Linked DNA regions of Triticum aestivum: all the other regions are linked to region 1. A link is a contact called in public Hi-C data. All regions are on one chromosome and are shown on one strand. Each heading gives the region's core, a stretch centred on a gene start, on an enhancer-like site or on the middle of the called end of the contact. The rest is flanking DNA. Distances are from core to core; before and after follow the strand shown.

Region 1 (2,742 bases), core at 133-2,632:
GCGGCGTTTTGCGCCGATGAAAGCATCGTCGTGTAACTGTTGTTGACCCACTCGTGCTGCTTCGGGGAAGCCCTAGGATCTGGTCTTCCAAATCGGACAATGGTGGTACTATGGTGTCGTTTCTCTCTTGGGAGCATCGTTTATGGAGCAGCGTTGGAAGGCAGAGGCAGGAGGTGGAGCGGCTTCCTCTTGCACGGAGCTTCGGTGGAGCTGTCAAGTCATGCCTGGCCGACAGGTGCTACGCTGAGTCATGCCTGGTTGGCAGGTGCTACGCACGACAGATCTTCCAGAGTCTTCGCGTCTGGACGGACGAGCGCAGGGCGGTGGCACCGTGGTGGCGTCAACGGATGTCCGGATTGGCAAGGATGATGTGGATCTCTCTCCTGAAGATGGATTAGTGGTCCGATGATGATGGCGGCTCCTAATACGTGTGCATGTGGTGTGCGCTTTAGGTATGCTGCACCGGATATTGGTCCCGATACGTTATGTGGATAGATCAGCGACGACACCGGTTTTAGATATGGGGAATGAGAGCACTTCACATTATCGAGTCTCTAGATGTGAGTGGTGGCTTCGGGTTATTCTTGTCAGTCCTTCGTGGAATAATTAATAATAGCTGCATGCATCGATTGATGCAGAGGCCGAGGTTAACCTCCTTTTCTTAAAATGAGTGGGAGTTAAGACGATTCCCCGGACATCCAGGCAAGGTGTCAAAAAATGAGCGATTCGACCATTCGATCTTAGTCTGGCCCAAGAGTGCTTTAAAGTTCATGGGGATGGAGCCCACGCAACCAAATAGACATTTTTTACATCGTGAAACTCTAATTGGGCTGCATGAAGGCTAACAATACACTATCATCATGAATGATTTTAAAAACATTATTGCTTAATTTTTCAAAAAAAACATTTTATCACTTAAGTAAAGAATTGCTCCCCAAATAAATAAATAAATAAATAAGTAAAGAATTGCTTTTGCCCCCGCAAAAGAAATGGTCCTATAGACCATGAGCAGGACTGTGCGGGCATCAAGATGTGCAAGCATGAAAGCGATCGATCACGACAACCGTGGTTGGCCTTGATGTGATGCTGCGTGGTCCTGTGCTTCTAGGACAAAAACCGTAGCTCTTCTGCGTGGATGGGCTCTCGATGGACGGTTGACGCCCGCACAGTGCCACGAGCGACCCCGCCTAATCAGAACTGTCGAACCGAGGAGTACTACAAATTACGACGAAGGCATCATCAGTACGCTACAGCGTTGAGTTGCCACGGACGGGCGGGTGGATGGATGGCAAGACGACGCAACGGCGATGTGCTACCGCACAGCACGCTAGTATACGACACATCCCGCGATTCGCTCCCGTGCGCGAGCGCCCACAGTCCACGGATGGATGGATGGATCCATCCGTGACACGCCGCGACCAGCTACTGCCGCGGCACGCTGTCTGCCTAATTAATTCCGGGAGACAAACCTCTCTTAATTTCTGGACCATGGCAGCCTAGCTAACGGCCCCACAGGCGCGCACAGGTGCCGTCCCTCCCCGTGCAGACGATTGCATCTCATCTCCAGGAGGATCCAACGACCATTATAAAAAAGAAAAGATCCAACGACCGGCCACGTGCTGGCATTACTACGCTACGCACTACTCGCGCGCAGACGAGCCCGCTGAGCTGAGCGGAGCTGGCTCGAGCTTGGTTGCATAAGATTGTTTGAGTTTTTTTCTCGCTTAGCAGATGAAGGAAGACGTAGTACGTAATTTTTTTTCTCGGCTGGGCTGAAGATGTTTGCATTTAGAGCTATTCATACTCTACAGCAACTGGTCCGTCCGCATCTGGAAAAAGAAAACTGGTCCGTCTCTCTCGCTCTCGCACGGCAGACGGCACGGTGGGGGGTGGCTGTCCGATCCCGTTCACACCAACAGGCAACAGTGGACAGGCGCAGCAAGCTGTACCCGCGTGGACCAGCTTTGATTAAGAGATGGTGGTGGACCGCACCGCTGGTCGTACTCTCTGGGTTGGGTTGGTTTGCCTTTTCGCCGTTCCGGCGTGGGGTCTAGGCATAGGGCTGATCATTCCTCTCCCATGACGCCAATGACCAGAATCCATGAGAGTGATGGGCGAGGGCGATGTGTGGTCCCGCGTGTTGGGCGGATCGGTGACACTGCTCAGTCGACCAAGCAGTGCGGGGACTCAACTTGAGCCGGGACATGGGAGCAGTGCGGGGACTCAACTTGAGCCGGGACATGGGAGCAGCCGGGGCCTATGCAAAACACATGGCAGCAACAATCACTTCCTTCCCATACATCATGTCACACAGCCAACGGAAAACACGCTAATCGAACTTACTAGTAACGGAAAACACAGCCAACGGAGTACTAGTGATACCAGTAACTGTTTTAGACAACGGTTCAAATTTACTAAATGGAGATAATTTTTTTGCGGGATACTAAATGGAGATTAATGTTGAAAGAAGCTCAATCTAACTAAAATGGGCATGAAACCATTCAAACATCAAATTTACCAAATGGACCACATGGGATTCAACTTGTGACCATGAAAACATAATACTAAACGGGGTAAACCATGCACCGAAAGGAAATTCAAACCAAAGGCATTCCACGGCAAAACAAGGATTGAAAATTAGTAGAATATAATCACTTATTTATTTATTTATTTATTTCTTAAGTTCCATAGTACTAGTAACGACATAGACACCCTTGGTAGTCATAGTTGTAATTGGAGGAG
Region 2 (2,742 bases), core at 179-2,678, 190 kb before region 1:
AAGTTTATTTTTTTTGGTAACTTGGTCACATGTAATGACACAATGCGAAGGTTTTCCATTTTTTTGATTTTTTTGAATTTTTATGCTCGTTTCAAAATGCGGTCAAAACGGCGGGCTTGACCGTTCCTAGCTAGTGATTGAATCTTGGATTTTTTTTGTGTTTCTATGATTAAATAGATACTTATGTACCTATAAATTATTTTTAGAAAAAATAAAGAGCAAACTATGAGGCAGCTGCAGTTCAAAATTAACCCGCTTCCACCTGAATCGGTGGAAATTTGTCTTTTTCATGAGAGGTGGATCAAAAAATTTCACACTCAACCATTTGGTCAATTGTATATTAAATATGGCCTAGTATTTTATAAAATTGATTTCGTCCAATTTTGTAACAAATATATGGTAGGTCCTTCACAAAAAAACCCTTATTTCAGGCACTCAAAAAATGGAAAATGAATTTTCCGTGCAAAGAAAATGAAAACTCCCTTAGGCAACATTGTTTGGAATTCCAAGATGCACCCTTGTGCACAATATGAGATCATTTGAACAAGCTATGGCATGAACGTGGCCATAAGATTGATCATTTGGCTTGAAAGCCATGAATCTTCATGCATGATAGCTCATTTCCGAGAACACTTTTTTAAAATAATTGCTGTATTGCAAGTTTATTATTTCTCTTGGAAACTTGGTCACATATGATGACACAATGCTAAGGTTTTCCAATTTTTTTGATTTTTTATGCCCGTTTCAAAATGCGGTCAATACGGCGGGCTTGACCGTTCCTAGCTAGTGGTTGAATCTTGGAAAACTTGTGATGTTTCTCTGATTAAATAGATACTTAAGTACCTAGAAATGATTTAAAGAGCAAACTATGAGTCAGCTGCAGTTCAAATTTGACCCGCTTCCTACTGAATCGGCGGGAATTTGTCTTTTTCACCAAAGGTGGATCAAATCTTTTGACACCCAACCATTTGCTCAATTGTGCATTAAATATGGCCTAGTATTTTAGAAAGTTGATTTGATCCAATTTTTCAACTAATATATGGTAGGTCCTTCACAAAAAAACTTATTTTGGGCACTCAAAAAAATGGAAAATTGATTTTTTGTGCAAAAGAAAATAAAAAATCCTTTTGTCGATATTGTTTACCAATCCAAGATGTAAGCCTTTGGAAAGTATGATATCATTTGAACAAATATTTGGTAGGTCTTTTACAAAAAAAGAGTCATTTTGAGCACTGAAAAATGGAAAATGATTTTTTCTAACCTATTTAGATGGTCATAAAGTCTTCAAATTGTTTGTTGCGTTCTGATTGGTTCATAGACATAACACGCGGATCATGCATCAGACACCGTCGGATGCTCCCGGATCCAACTGCGGACCTCATCCCCTCACCCTCTCACCCACGTAGCCCTCTCACCCCCTCACCCCTCACCCACGCAGACCCCACGCCCCCACTCCCCACCGTTCCAATCCCTTCTCTCCCGCACCCGCACCCGCTCGCCAAACCCTTAGCCGCCGCCCCCGCCCCCGGCCCCGCACCATGGCCATCGACGGCGAGGAGCCCGAATCACCACGCCTCCCTGTCCCCCGCTACGGCCACAGCGGGCCTTCCGGATCCGCGCCATCGACGAGCTGGATCCGCGCCTGCTCGCGCCGCCGCCGTCTCCCCGATCCAAATCGACGCCACCACCCTCTCATCCTCATGCGCCGAGCGCCGCCACCACCCTCTTGTTGCCGCCACCTCCTCCTTCCTCCAGCACCACCTCTCCAACCCCAGCAACGAGTTCGTGCTCATCTCCGACCCCGCCACCGGCCTCCATTGCTTTCACTCGAAGGAGGTCGTCGGAACCACGACGACCGGCCGGCCCGTGTGTGAGGAGACGAGTGCAACACATGATCCCACCGGAACAAGGCCAGATCGCCAGCGCCTCCCCGCTCGATCCCCTGGCCCCTCCCCTCCGGACACGCCAGCGCCCGGTCGCCGGCCCCGGCCATGGATCCCTACAAGGTACGTACCCCCTTCTTCCCCCTGACCCGGCTCCGCCAGCGTCTGTCTCTATCGCCCCATGGTCCAGCGATCTGATGCTCTGTTTTCTTGATTTCTTGTGTTGTTTGCAGGACCGGCCGACGAGCGAGGCAAACTCTGGCTACTGGACCACCAACTCCGGTGCGCCCGTCTGGAACAACAACAACGCCCTCACCGTCGGACAGTGAGGTCGGTCAGCCACCCCATCCCACCCACCCCACCTGCCCGATCTGCTCTACTTGCTGCTCCCGTCCATTTTGAGGCTGTACCTATGCCCTATGCTTAGCTTAGATTGCTTCTCCCGTGGTGAAAACAATTGAAATTTGGGGGCATAGGTTGGTTTTCCTTTCAGCTGCATAAATAGAATTGAAAGCATAGGCTCGTTTTTCATTCAGCCACGAATCAATCAGTTCAGAGATAGATACAGGTGCTAGTCCACCATTACAGACATTGTTGATTTGTTATTTGCATTACTAGCTTTTTTGGGGACAGGATTTGTATTATTAGCTGTTCATAGTCCAGTAAACTGCAATAATTCTTAATTAAAATCAACTTTTAAGCATCTGTACAGTTAACCATATGCTAGAGGATTTGAGCTGCTACAACATATGCATTTGAAGTCCCAGTCCAATGGGTGCCATCCATGACTTCAACCTGAACCAAGCATGTGCATTTTTAACTCCTCATCCATAATTATCTGATGTGCTGACACTCTCCC
Region 3 (2,742 bases), core at 134-2,633, 140 kb after region 1:
CTTTTAACAAACTCAATGAAATATTCCCCAGGATCCCATATATCTATATGTTATAACAATATATGGTATAACAACTTGTTCACTTCCATTGAATTTGGATCTGTATGTTTGAACCAATGATTGAGCATATAATTAATATCTGATGATACGTATGCAATATGAAAATGGATGTTGAGCTTAAAACAAGTACTCCCATGATTAATATCTAATGATACGTGTGCAATATAGAAATGGATGTTGAGCTTAAAACAAGTACTCCCATGGTATAAATAGACTAGTAGTCATGATTATAGAGCAGAGAATTGGGTGGTCAGTCTCATGGACATTGGCACATTGCAATATCTCTCCAATCAGGAGAGAAATGAACTAACTTATCTGCCATCTCCTCCAAAGTCAGTGAAGGCATAGGTTCTTAAAAATCTAAGAGAATTCTTTTGGCAGCTCGAAGGGAGCTAGCATAGTCAACTGTATCCAATTGACAGAATGGATTCTGCCTACCTATTGCTTCCACACAGACACAGAATCCTAGGGGCTGTTTGATTCCCAGCCATGCTTTGCCGCACTTCAAGGTGCAGCAAGATTCTCTTAGCCAAGCCAAAGTGTGGCTAAGAATTTGTGCACGCAAGCAAGCTTAGACAAGTTTGGCAAAGAAAAAATATGTGGCACGCTATGACAAAGTTGGCTTCCGAATAAACATGCCTTTTCAAGTCTCGACTAGCACCTCAGGCCGTTCAATCCCCACACACAAAGCAAATCGTTGACTCTGCGTTTGAGCATTGATTGTGGCCGAATCCCAGCCATAGAAATTCGGACTCTAATCACCGGCAAACATCAAAATTTGCACATAGAGCAACTGAACACGCTACCTTTGCTCCACCGACATTCCCAGATCGAGAGCAGGCGCGAGCGGTAGGGCAAAAAACAGGGACCGCATCGAGTTTGCACGGAAGGATTCATCGCGACAGAACCGCTCTATCCGACGGACTAGCAAGATCGATCTCCTAAGAACTCGATGACCCCCGCGGCCCGCGCCAATCAATCCCGCCCCCGAAGAGCAGGAACCGGTGCGAGGTTTCTCTTCTTGCTATCGCGCAAAGAGATTCCCCAAAAAAATCTAAGGAAAATATCTCCCGGATCACGGGAGAGGCACTGGAGCACGGGAGCATACCTGCGGCGGGAGGAGCGGGGTATGAATTTGAGAGCGGCGGCGAGGAGGGGATTGGAGGAACGCGCGAGGTTCCTCGTGGGGGCGCTTTTATTTTGTGGGCTTGGGTGGGGGGGTGGAATGGAAGAAAAGAAACGGAAAGCGGACGCGGATGGCGACGCGTTGTTTGGAGTAAGTACGAACTGCGATTTCGTTGCCTTCGGTTGCGCTTCTTGCCCGCTGCCGCGGTTTCTCACGCGTACGGCGTACCCACCACCGACCCAGCAACGAAGAGCCGGTCACCACCTCCCTGGCTCCCTTGCTATTCGCCGGGCCCGGCTTATTTGAACGGCTGACAGGTGGGTCACGCATCAGGCAGTGACGGGTGTACGTGCACTTGGAAATTGGGACCTTTTGGATCTAATTTGCTAATTCAATCTTTTTGCATGCACTTAGAGATGGATTTTTTTTTTGCGAATACACTTAGAGATGGATTGAATTAGTTGTAGTTTACCCGAATAATCGCGAGCGGACATGCGGCCACGCGCGGCTGGTATACACACCGCATCTTCTCGCGTGATTCGTGCAACTTCAATATGCGTGAGATTATAATGATTTTGACATGTAGTGTAACACTCTGTATAGCCGCATATTTTTGCAACTGACATGCGCAGTAGCTGGCCTGCAAGGCAGGAGTGCGGCATTGAACCGAGGTGTGGGCCACTCTCATCTCAGTCATTTATTTGGAGTGGATATATAAAGGCACCCAACACTACTTATCGTTGCCTTCTCCATCATGCAGCTCCTCCCCTACTTATCTTTCCCTAATTCTTGCAATCTCTTCCTCTCGTATGTCTTACATTAGTTCATAAGATCTACCCCATGGACAGCTGCTACCAACGGTAACATGCATCAAACTTTCTACTTTTACTCATCCTTACGCCAGCGAGCGCTCATTCCTTCACATGCATCCTTCTCCTGGACTTTGATTGTTCAACTATTGGTCTTCCCTGCTATATGTTCTATCATATGCTCCACCGCCCTCCATGTTCAAGTCTAGTTCATTATCTCCTTCAACAAGTATCCATTCACATTCCGACCAGGTAGCTCTCCTTCCGCTCATCCGATGGCCTGAATGGATTAGTCCGTCAGCTCCCTCTGACACACCTTCTTATGGTCTAATCCATCATAGGTATGCAACCTGTGCAAAATCAGCTGGTGGATATTACAAGCTCCCGTACTAGGTTACCAACGGGGCTTGGAAATCAATAACAAAAACTCGCCTGAGCACACATTTTGAGCGTATGAAAGGTCTTGCTATAGTACTAGCAGTGCACATTAACGAACGGCTAACCTTCCGTTGTAGCTTGAGCTTGATGCCATGGTCACCTTCTCGACGGAGTATTACTGTTACCTTCCCATGAAATTTGTTATAACCGCAACGCGTTTATGTTATATACATGCATTCTTAGGGGTATCCTATCATCCATGAAGCATTAAAATGAATGCAGAGCTCTGATGAACCGATATAACAGTACCCTCAATAATACATGAGCAAAATTAACTTGGGCAAAACAAATAAAACAAAAACGGCAGAC

What was found. A called contact is a pair of places that touch in the nucleus more often than the background predicts.
Region 2: a Hi-C map of leaf shows a contact between it and region 1, with 4 times the contacts expected there. The contact joins the promoter of LOC123053201 here to the enhancer-like site in region 1. A contact is called at or near these places in 2 of 5 Hi-C or Micro-C datasets (both in leaf).
Region 3: a Hi-C map of leaf shows a contact between it and region 1, with 4 times the contacts expected there. The contact joins the promoter of LOC123053203 here to the enhancer-like site in region 1. A contact is called at or near these places in 2 of 5 Hi-C or Micro-C datasets (both in leaf).

Annotation. Positions count from the first base shown.
Region 1 is chr2D:371,649,724-371,652,465 of IWGSC CS RefSeq v2.1, forward strand. No RefSeq gene overlaps it. Among protein-coding and RNA genes, the nearest start is that of LOC123053203, 140 kb to the right of the region's middle. Within about 2 kb of position 1,383, at least 8 of the 8 cell types and tissues checked have an H3K27ac peak or open chromatin away from gene starts, as enhancers often do. A contact at or near this core is called in leaf, where this site is marked.
Region 2 is chr2D:371,458,420-371,461,161 of IWGSC CS RefSeq v2.1, forward strand. LOC123053201 reads left to right here and starts at 1,429. Exons shown (of 6, transcript XR_006425464.1): 1 at 1,429-2,006; 2 at 2,117-2,213.
Region 3 is chr2D:371,792,540-371,795,281 of IWGSC CS RefSeq v2.1, forward strand. LOC123053203 (OVARIAN TUMOR DOMAIN-containing deubiquitinating enzyme 12) reads right to left here and starts at 1,384. Exons shown (of 10, transcript XM_044476633.1): 1 at 1,169-1,384.